2 separate regions of the Triticum aestivum genome follow, and region 1 is linked to region 2. Evidence: chromatin contacts called from public Hi-C data. All regions are on one chromosome and are shown on one strand. Each heading gives the region's core, a stretch centred on a gene start, on an enhancer-like site or on the middle of the called end of the contact. The rest is flanking DNA. Distances are from core to core; before and after follow the strand shown. Region 1 holds the start of LOC123062454 (CBL-interacting protein kinase 11). Region 2 has its middle 3.2 kb from the start of LOC123058733.

Region 1 (5,049 bases), core at 615-3,114, 330 kb after region 2:
CATGCAATGTCAGTTATGGTGATTCAAAGACACACTGAAGTGTACAACAAATATCATATTCTTTCATGAAACACAAGTTTAGACACAACCTCAATAGCTAGCCATTGGATGTAAACTTGAGCACGGGTAATATGGGGTCCAAAAGCACGTCATCTGAGCTAGTTCTTGGGATCCACTTTTCCATCCGGAGCCCAACCCAAAATGTTCTAAAATTATGTTTTATTTACAAAATCACTAGTTAAGGGGTACACTTTACAAAGGTCACTTCTCATCTCTGCTGGTGGCGACAAGTTGTACACCGCAAGTGCGCCACTTGTCGACATCCAAAATTTTTGGTGGGATACCCCCTACAGGAGGAGACGGATGAGTGGGTTTGTTCGTGTGTTTTTGTAGATCCACTTTTTTAAACATCTTTTTCTCAAACCACACGTCTAAATTACGAACCGTTTTCACTATTGTGTTTTTTACGTTGACATCTTCGAAACTAGATACCATGTTGATAGCTTTCATCAAACTTTTTTAGGCAAAATTTGTGCTCCCAACTACACTAACATGTGCTCCTAACTGAAATAACAGTTCTCCCTACTATTACTAATATGTGCCCCCCAAGCTGTAGTTCCAACTATGAATATTCATTTCTGAGCTCAGGCTCATATGCTCCTGGTGAACTGTAAAGTAAAAAACACTAGAAAAGTCCAGAAAAATTGTTTTTTTTTTCATGAAAGATGTTTGAGTGCATAATGTCCATGTCAAATTTTGTCATGTTTGGAACATCTGAGCAGCTCTTAGTAAAAAAGAAAAAAAATTGAGTATATATCCAAACATGATGAAATTTGACACGGACATCACGCACTCGAATATCTTTCATTATTTTTTCTAGTAGTTTCTTATGTTACTGTTTACCCTTGGGTGCAGATGCACCCAAGAGCCGAAATGCCGCGTCCTTCCAACTAGCACTAATCTGCATGCCTCCAATATATGCTCCAAACCAACACTAATATGTGCTCTCTAAGTGAACTAACCTATAAGTAGGAGCAACATGTACTTCTCACGTGCATGTGCTCTCAAGTCTCAACTAGCATTGACCTGTGCTTCTTACGTGAACTAATCTATGCTCCCAAATGACACTAACCCGGGCTCCCTATGTGAATTAAACTTTGCTCCAAACTTGCACCAACGCGTGCTTCCTATGTGTATGTGCTCCAAACTAGCACACTATTGTGCTTCCTACATGAACAAACGCGAATTAATATACACTCCTCCACTGCAACCTACATGTGCTCTAAAAACAGGAAAACCCGAGAAAATAAAAGGTAAGAGAAATCCCAAAAAACCCTAAAAAAATTGAGACAGCTCGGAAAAATGAGCAAATCCCCAAAATCTATTTATTTTATAGAAAAAAATCAAACAAAACCTAAAAAAACAGGCTCGTGTGTGGAGGTGCGTCCACATGCGACATATGACGAAATTGGGACGCAACACTTGAAGCGCTTCCACACCCAGGGAAAATGCCCTCATAGGGGACGACACTCCTGACTAATTTTTTAAAAATATATAGGTATTTTTAATAATAGCCAAGAGATCAAATTAAATAATTTTTTGTGGTGAATCAAATTAAATAAATAAAGCATTGTTCAAGTACTTCGGGCCAGGTTCGGGCTTGGTGTTTTCATACTGGGCTTTCCAAAGCCTAGCCCAAAACCTGGGCAGCCCAGAGTATGATTCGTTCGTCCCCTAGTAGATCCTCATCCCCCCTCAAAAAAAAAGTAGATCCTCACCAAACGTCCAATGCAGTGAAATCCCAAAAGGTTAGGTGCAAAATGAGAAAAAGGCCCGCATCGTCAACACGGCAGCGTAAACGGCTGCCAAACCTGCTGCACTCCCTCCATTCTGGAGAAGCGCGCCGCCGCCGGGCTACAATCATCGCTAAGACCGAAATTAGAAGATTCCGAGGGATCTAGCCACAAAAGGCTAAGCGCCATCCCAGAGGAGGAAGAGTATGAGAGCGCGGCACCTACAGCCAGGAAATCCCAGAATCCACCAACAGCAAGCTTGCAAGGCGGCCAAACGCGCACCAAATCGGCGCCCGCCTGCTTCACGGGATCGATCCCGGTCGATTTCTATGGCGTCCCGTGGGATTCGCGGCGCTTCCTTCTCCCGTTCTTGATCAGGTACTGTTCTTCCGACAGGAAGAGATCTACTTGCTGGCAGCGCTCTGTTTAGCCCCGTCCTGGGCGTGAATTTTGCCGATTTTGGATGCCTGTTGCAGGAATGGTCGGTTTTTGAGTTAGAATTGTCGAAATAATCGTTTCTAGAGTTCAAGAGATGGCATCTTTGCTTCACCCAGTTATCCAGCTTTGGCGGATGCTCTTGTTTGTTCTGTACCATCTCAGTTTGATAGACAACATTGGGGTGTCACCCAAGATTTTGCCTTAATGTCCACAAAGGCCACAGAATTTGTGTTTTTTCATTAGAGCTCGTAATCCCACCCTGCATTACATGTATCCGTTATGATTTAATCTGATCTTCTGGCTGGCAGTTGTTCACCGGAAGAAGACTTGGGAATGCAGAAAGATGTGCTGGCGTAACAGCAAACACTTACTTTGTGCAAACAAGATCAGAGCTTCGTTCAAGCTCATGCTGTGGGGCTCTCATGATAATGTGCTGCATACTGGTACTGTTCCTCCTCTCTGTGGTGTGAAGCACAGTATACCGAAGGGGTCAGTATTTGTTGATAATCACATTTGTGAAGACAGTTGACATCTGCTCCATTCATGAGGTATACAGTCTAGATACTGCTATATAAGCGGTGTGTGTGGTGTTCGTTTGTTTTACTCCGTTCAGATAGCTTGATATGATGGATGAGAGGAGGACTATCTTGATGGGCCGTTATGAAATCGGGAAGCAATTGGGACAAGGAACTTTTGCGAAGGTGTATTATGCCCGAAATCTTGCAACTGGCCAAGCTGTTGCTATAAAGATGATCAATAAAGATAAGGTTACCAAGGTTGGACTTATCGAGCAGATAAAGAGGGAGATTTCAGTAATGAGATTGGTGAAGCACCCAAATGTCCTGCAGCTTTTTGAGGTAATGGCTACCAAGAGCAAGATTTATTTTGTATTGGAGTATGCTAAAGGTGGTGAGCTTTTCAACAAAATAGTAAAGGAGGGGAAGCTTAATGAGGATGCTGCTAGGAGGTATTTCCACCAATTGATCAGTGCTATTGACTATTGCCACAGCAGGGGTGTTTATCACCGTGATCTGAAGCCTGAAAATCTACTCCTGGATGAGAATGAAAACCTAAAAGTCTCAGATTTTGGTTTGAGTGCCCTGGCTGATTGCGCGAGGCAGGATGGTCTCCTGCACACCACATGTGGAACTCCAGCTTATGTTGCCCCTGAAGTGCTTAGCAGGAAAGGCTATGATGGTGCAAAAGCAGATGTATGGTCCAGTGGAGTAATTCTGTTTGTGCTTGTGGCTGGTTACCTTCCTTTTCATGAGGCAAATCTGATAGAGATGTACAGAAGGATTTCCAAAGCGGACTTCAAATGCCCTCGGTATTTTTCCGCTGAGCTGAAGGAGCTATTACATAAAATCCTTGATCCAGATCCCAGTACTAGGATTACAATCTCTAGGATAAAGAGAAGTGCTTGGTACAGAAGACCAGTTGAGGTAAATGCAAAGAAAACCGAGCCTGAAGCAAAGCACAACACCTTTTCAGCTGAAGCTGCGTCGCCAGGCTCGACAGGATGCAGCACTTCTGAGGGAAATCAAGGGTCATTAAGCCTCCCAAACCTGAATGCATTTGACATCATCTCTCTGTCAACAGGGTTCAATCTATCTGGGTTTTTTGAGGATGAGTATGGTCGCAGGGAAGAACGGTTTACCACTAGGCAGCCTGTAACAATAGTACTTACAAAGTTGAAGGAACTGGCCAAACGCTTGAAGCTAAAAATTAAGAAGAAAGAAAATGGAGTCCTGAAGTTGGCTGCTCCAAAGGAAGGAAAGAAGGGGTTTCTCGAGCTTGATGCCGAGATTTTCGAGGTAGCCCCTTCTTTTCTCCTAGTTGAGTTGAAAAAGACTAATGGAGACACTATGGAGTATCAAAAGCTGGTGAAAGAGGAAGTAAGGCCAGCACTCAAGGATATTGTATGGGTATGGCAAGGTGATCAGCACCATCGGTCAGAGCCGATTCTGCAAGGGGAGCAACATCAGTCACGGTCGCCAACACAGCAGCCACATGATGAGTTGCAACCACCATTGCAACAGCAAGAGGGACAGGATCAGTTGCACCCACCTTTACAACCACAGGAGCAGCAGGACTTGCAGGAACAACCACCATTGCCACCACAGAATGGCTTCAAACACCAAGATTGACATGATAGCAGTACCGGATGAAAGTACCTCGTGTGTGTTTCCCTGTACTTCTAATTCCATACTCTTTGCAACCATGATTTATAGACAGTCTTTTTTCCTCTTGAATTGTAAAGCTTGTGTGTATAACATAAGTGAATGTATAGTTTCAGTTTTGCATACTATAGGGGGAAATGAACTCTTGATTCCGTTTTTGAACCTTCTTGAAATAAAATGACTGTTGACCAGCACCATCTAGTTCTTGGAGTTTCTAATTATTGTAATTTGTTTTCCAAGGAGAGTGAACCTATGCAATGATAGAAATCAAAGTTGGTAATGGTCAAAGAACACGTTTCCGGGAGGATGGTTTGGAGGTAACGTGCTTTCCTAAAAATTACAGAGGGAGTACCTCTGAAGATTAAGGTGCTTTATTAGTTGGGGTGATAATGAGTTTCAGGGGGAATAGTAGAAACCTGTTTGCTGTAGGAGTAGCCGTTGTACCGTGGGCGTTGCGGAAATGCAGAAACGCAGCAGTTCTTGATAATGTCTTTCCTTGTGATCCTTCCAGTATTGTACGAGTGGTGCAGATTGCTAGATGGTTAACCTTCTAGAGTGGTTTCCAGAAACGAGATTCACGAGGCGCGGATGTAGAAGGATCGACAAGACACCAGCAAAAAGGATGGGAAAAAGAACAA
Region 2 (5,163 bases), core at 1,595-4,094:
GCACAACTAAGCACACTTGTGCATTCAAAAAATGGGAAAGGCACATTTTTGCTTTTGCGAGAAGCTAAACTGTGCTCCATGTAAAGGAAAAGCACAGTTGTGCATCCCTAAAAAAAGCACAACCCATGCTAACCATGCTTCCGAAAATAAAGTGAAAAGGCACAACTATGCTTTTGGTTTTTTCTGGGTTTTTTTCTTCTGTTTTTGATATTTTTTCCAGTTTCATTTTCTTTTTGTGTTTTTTCATGAAACTGAAATACTGAATATGAACATTCACAATATGAAATCAATATAATTAGAGGCATCATGAATTTAATTTTCATATAGTACAACTTTAGTATTGTATATGTTGATTTTTTTTATATAAATACAAGAAGACCTTATGAAATTTGAGTTCGGACAATTCTTATATGCAAAGTACTCCTAAAATAGACCGGACGGAGGATCCTTTAATTAGTAATCCCTCCGTCCCATAATATAAGAACGTTTTTGGCACTAGTGTAGTGTAAAAAATGTTCTTATATTATGAGATGAAGGGAGTAATTTTGATTGACATATGCGCTAAATAGGTGGGACTGACTAGATGGTCCCGCCCTAATCTCACACTCCCAGTAGCCTGATCGGGCTGGAATAAGCTTGCGAAGCCCCATAAGTTGCAACCAGCAAAAGCCCACTTGCTCATCTCCCTCTTTTCTGAAATCAAAAGCCCTTCTCCTTCCTTTCTTCCTCATTTTATTTTTGCTCCTAAAAAACAATTACCTTCGATCCATAAATAGTGTCGTGGTTTGAACTGTTTTGAACTATCCCCAATTCAAAAGTACTTATTTCGGATGGGAGGGAGTGCCTATTTTTTAGGGCCCTTCTTTCTCATTTTTGCGTTCCAAATGTAGCGACCGCCACAACCTAAAAAAAAAAACACTAGCGACGGGCCCGGGCTCCTTTGCTGTCGTCATTCACCACTCCATTTCGTCTTCCCGCCTACATATACATGGTTATCAGAACATACTATATAAGAGCATCTCCAATAAATGGTCCATATGTACAAATACTTAACTTTTGGATCATCTAAAATAAAAAACGCTGCTTCAACAGACGGTCTATATGTAAAAAAAAAATTGGACCGCGGCCTCCTCTTGATGTAAAATACAACACCTCGCGGTGCAAATGTACATCACGAGATGCATCTGGTACAAAACCAGCCGCCGCCCGCGAACGCCCAACCACCACTTTATTTCCTTTCCCGCACGCCCCCGTCCGCCCGCCCGAAGAACAGCCGGCCGGAATCCGCAGCCGCGACCGCCCAAAACCTCACCGTCGGCGCCGCCACCATCCCACATCCCCGCCGCCGCCCTCCGCCACCGTCGCCTCCCCGCCGCCGCCCGGACGCCGCCGAATCGGGTGGCGGCCGGCGCGGGATTCGGCCCCTCCGGCGGTCCGGCTGCCACGGTAGACCTCTGCCAGGTCTTATAGGCTGCCGCCGACCTCCTCCCGTCGGCCGTGAGCCTGTCCACGGCCGTTGCGCCGGCCGCACGACTGCCGCACCAAGCCCTTCGCCCGGCTGCCGAACTAGTCTTCGCCGCCCGCCGAGCTTCTCTTGGTCGGCCTCCTACCTCATTTCTTATCACTGTCGCCGTCCGAAGCCGACCGTAGCAGCCAATCCAACCGGCGGCCATCTTTTTTCACCGCGCGCACAAGGTGTTTGACGGAATTCCCCAAGGTTGTGGACCATGAATTTGGACCGTCTATTGGAGTTGCTTTTTTGAACCATGAATTTGGACTATTTGTTGGAGTTGGCCTTTTTTCGGAGCTCCAAAACGTATTTTTTGACGGTCCAAAATTTACATCTCCGATCTTGGACCGTCAAAATTTGAACAATCTATTGGAGATGCTCTAAGTAGATCTAGATGTAGCTGATATGTCAATCTACAAAAACTAGCAGTATGTGAATCCCGTTGCTATACCACCCAGACTGACGTGTTGATACGACCTGTATCGAGGCCGAAGTCCTACACATCAACAATAAATTTCTCGCGAGATCGATCGCCCCAGTCCCTAAGCTGGAGCAGTAGGATCATGGCTAGTCGAAGCAGCTACTTAGTCATGGGCAGCCTGTAAGCCTGTTTCTACCAGCGATTTCAGTCCGTGCATGCGTGGGTAGTACCATGTCATGCCCCGGCCCGGATAGGCCGCGACTGCAATGATTCAGAATCTATCGGTCGCTCCAAGCAAGCAAAAAATCGTGCTGCTGCCATGCCATAGCGCCATGCCGCTATGTGCAGTAGATCTCACGCCAGCGACGCCAGCAGTTCGCACAATTATTTGGAGCAATGATGATTAGCAGCCTAGCTTGACGCGCCCTGAGCTGAGCTAACCAGGCAGCTAGCAGGCCGGTGAATGGTCATGCTCAGCCACAACGATCATGAGCTGGGTCGCTGGAATATACGGACCTGTTCCGTGCGTGGTCTTGGCGATCGCGAACCACGTTTGGTACGGCAGGAATCTTCAGGGCCTTTGAGCAATGTGCACCGGCCGGCCGGCTGTCGATCTGAACACGAGCTGCCTCTCGGGCATCCGAGCTCGGTGCACGTGCGCCGTGCCCACGCAAAATCGTCGCCCGCTTTGTTCTAGAGTAGATCTCGCTTGACATGAAAATATCGGCTGGGTCCGGCAATGAATGCGCTGTTTCCCCGCAAAAAAATAAAATAAAAATGAATGTGCTGCTGAACAAACGTCGTACTATACGCGGTACGTACGTGCGCACGCACGGGTTTGTACGCTTATGCCATTGGCTAACCTCGACTCGTGGGTAAAGAGCTAGCCGGGTTTGTGCGTAGGACGTACGTACGTACGTACGCTCCTACCATGCACCCACGTAGTACGTACGCTCGCACTGTTGAAAGCACGTGGCCCGGGGCTTAGCGGCCAGTAGGCGGTCGAAACGGAACGAATCGGCCGAAAGCAGACGAGATGCGCTCCCGATCCCACCCGACTGCCCAGCCCGAGGCACAGTAGGCGGGCCGGTCGCTGGCTAGCGTCTGATGGACGGGACGCGGCTTGGAGGTTCCGTCGCTTCTCATTCGGCGATGGATCGTCGTCGTGGCCACACCGGTCCAGTCCGTACGCCGTCCCTTCTCCTCGTGTTCGGAGCTTCGCAGCTGGAGGGGACGGGTCGAGCGCCGCAGGGCAAAGGTACGCGGACGTCGGAGCTGGATCGGGAGCTGTCACCGCGCGCGCGGGGGCAAAAATCATATATTTGATCTCAGGGCGAAATCAAATCACAAAATGATCTGCTCTTGAAAAAATTTCACTCTGCTGACCCTTTCGTGTGGCGCCCGACAGCTAGGCGCCACACACCACTATGCAGCGCCTCTGCCTTAGGCGTCGCACCTCCTGCCAGCGTGGCAGCCCTGGTTGGGTTGCGGCCTCACAGACAGCAGTGCAGCGCCCAAGGGATAGGCGCCACACTGTGTAATGTGCAGCGCCTATGGCTTGGGCGCTGCACATTGACTTAAGCCGCATCGGGCCAGCCCCTCCCAACAGTTCTTCCCCCTCTGAGCAGTTGCTCTGTTTACAGAGAGCGGCGGCAGCGGCGCTCCCTTCGAATCCCTCCACACCCCTCTCAGATCTGAAGTTTTGAGGTCCGGATTCGATCTCCAATCCCTCCTACTAGGTAAACTCCTCCGTTCCCTTTCTTTTTCTCCGTAAATGCGTTGCAATTTTAGGAATTTGCCCAAGATTAGGTGGAACCTTTGATTTGCTTGGTTTGGATCTTTGTTTGCCCAAGATTAGGTGGAACCTTTGACCCCCCCCCCCCCCACACACACACACTATATGATTCTTGTTAGTGAAACCTAGATTGTAATTTTTTTAGATATATATGAGATGCCTAGTTTTGTAGATAATTATGAGATGTTGAGTGTTGTAGCTATATGTGAGATGTTGAATTTTTTTAGATATATATTAAATGTTGAGTTTATTTGAAATATGAGATATTGATTTACTTGAACACATATGACATACTAGATATATATGAGAATTTACAATCATTTATTCATTGTGTGAGAAGGAGATGTTGAGATTCTTGTAGATGAATACATATGAGATGTTTAGATGAACACATATGAAATGTTGAGTGTTTACCGATATTTGAGATGAACTCATATATGTTTATTGTTTGAACTTTGTAAGGATGGTTTGGCTTCTCGACGATGTCTACGACACGAAACACCGGGCCTACATGATGCGCGAGAAGGAGATGGTAATAACGAGTAATCTAAATATTTTGCCTTAAGTTGAAATTTACATGCCCTAAGATTTGTCATTACTTGTTTATTGCAGAAGCTTGAACCTTTGAAGATTCGGTATCACGGGGTCTCTGGTCCTGCCATGCCTTACGATGAGCGGTACACACCGTACATCAAGCAGGCAGGACTACTCCCGTGGATTCAGTTGGTCAGCCGGTCCACGCCGAATCTGAACGCTCCACTGGTGTCCGTTCTTGCTGATCGGTGGAGGCCGGAGACGCATACTTTCCATCTTCGGACTGGGAGATGACCGTGATGCTCGAGGATGTCTCGTGATCACCGGTCTTGCTATCGACGGGATGCCTCTCTATATGAGCACCGATTCTGATGGGTGGCGCGAGCAGATGACTGCTCTTATCGGTATGGCTCCTACCGAGGCTGAGGCTGATGTAGAGGAGGGAGAAGAGAAGAAGAAGAAGGAAAGGAAAGCATCCGGAGCTGCTTTCAAGTGGATTCAAACTCACTTTGCGACGTGCCCTCCGGATGCCACTGATGACGTGATCCAGACACATGCTCGTGTCTACATGTGGTATGTTGTGTCGAGGACTTTGTTTCCTGACTCCACTGGCAAGAACGCTCCATGGATGTGGCTGAAGGCGTTGACCGTCTTCGATAGCAAATGGAGCTGGGGTTCAGCGACTCTTGCCTACTTGTACCGACAGGTAGTTGGTCTGTTTTGTGATCAACTCATTTCTTCATTAGCAATGCAAGCTTGCTGTCAAGTTAACATTGTTTTTCTTTCATATGCAGCTGGACGATGCGTGTTGCAGGATCACAGATAGTGCAGGCATTGGTGGTAATATGCTTCTACTTTCTGTATGGAGCTGGGAGCGTCTGCCTGTTGGACGCCCGAAGAGCA

What was found. Hi-C and Micro-C count contacts between places; a contact is called where the count stands out from the background.
Region 1: a Hi-C map of leaf shows a contact between it and region 2, with 3 times the contacts expected there. The contact joins the promoter of LOC123062454 here to the enhancer-like site in region 2. A contact is called at or near these places in 2 of 5 Hi-C or Micro-C datasets (both in leaf).

The regions. Positions count from the first base shown.
Region 1 is chr3A:595,822,240-595,827,288 of IWGSC CS RefSeq v2.1, forward strand. It overlaps LOC123062454 (CBL-interacting protein kinase 11), which reads left to right and starts at 1,865. Exons shown (of 2, transcript XM_044485975.1): 1 at 1,865-2,171; 2 at 2,540-4,534. The coding sequence starts at 2,855. The coding sequence ends at 4,378.
Region 2 is chr3A:595,492,942-595,498,104 of IWGSC CS RefSeq v2.1, forward strand. No RefSeq gene overlaps it. Among protein-coding and RNA genes, the nearest start is that of LOC123058733, 3.2 kb to the right of the region's middle. Within about 2 kb of position 2,845, at least 6 of the 8 cell types and tissues checked have an H3K27ac peak or open chromatin away from gene starts, as enhancers often do. A contact at or near this core is called in leaf, where this site is marked.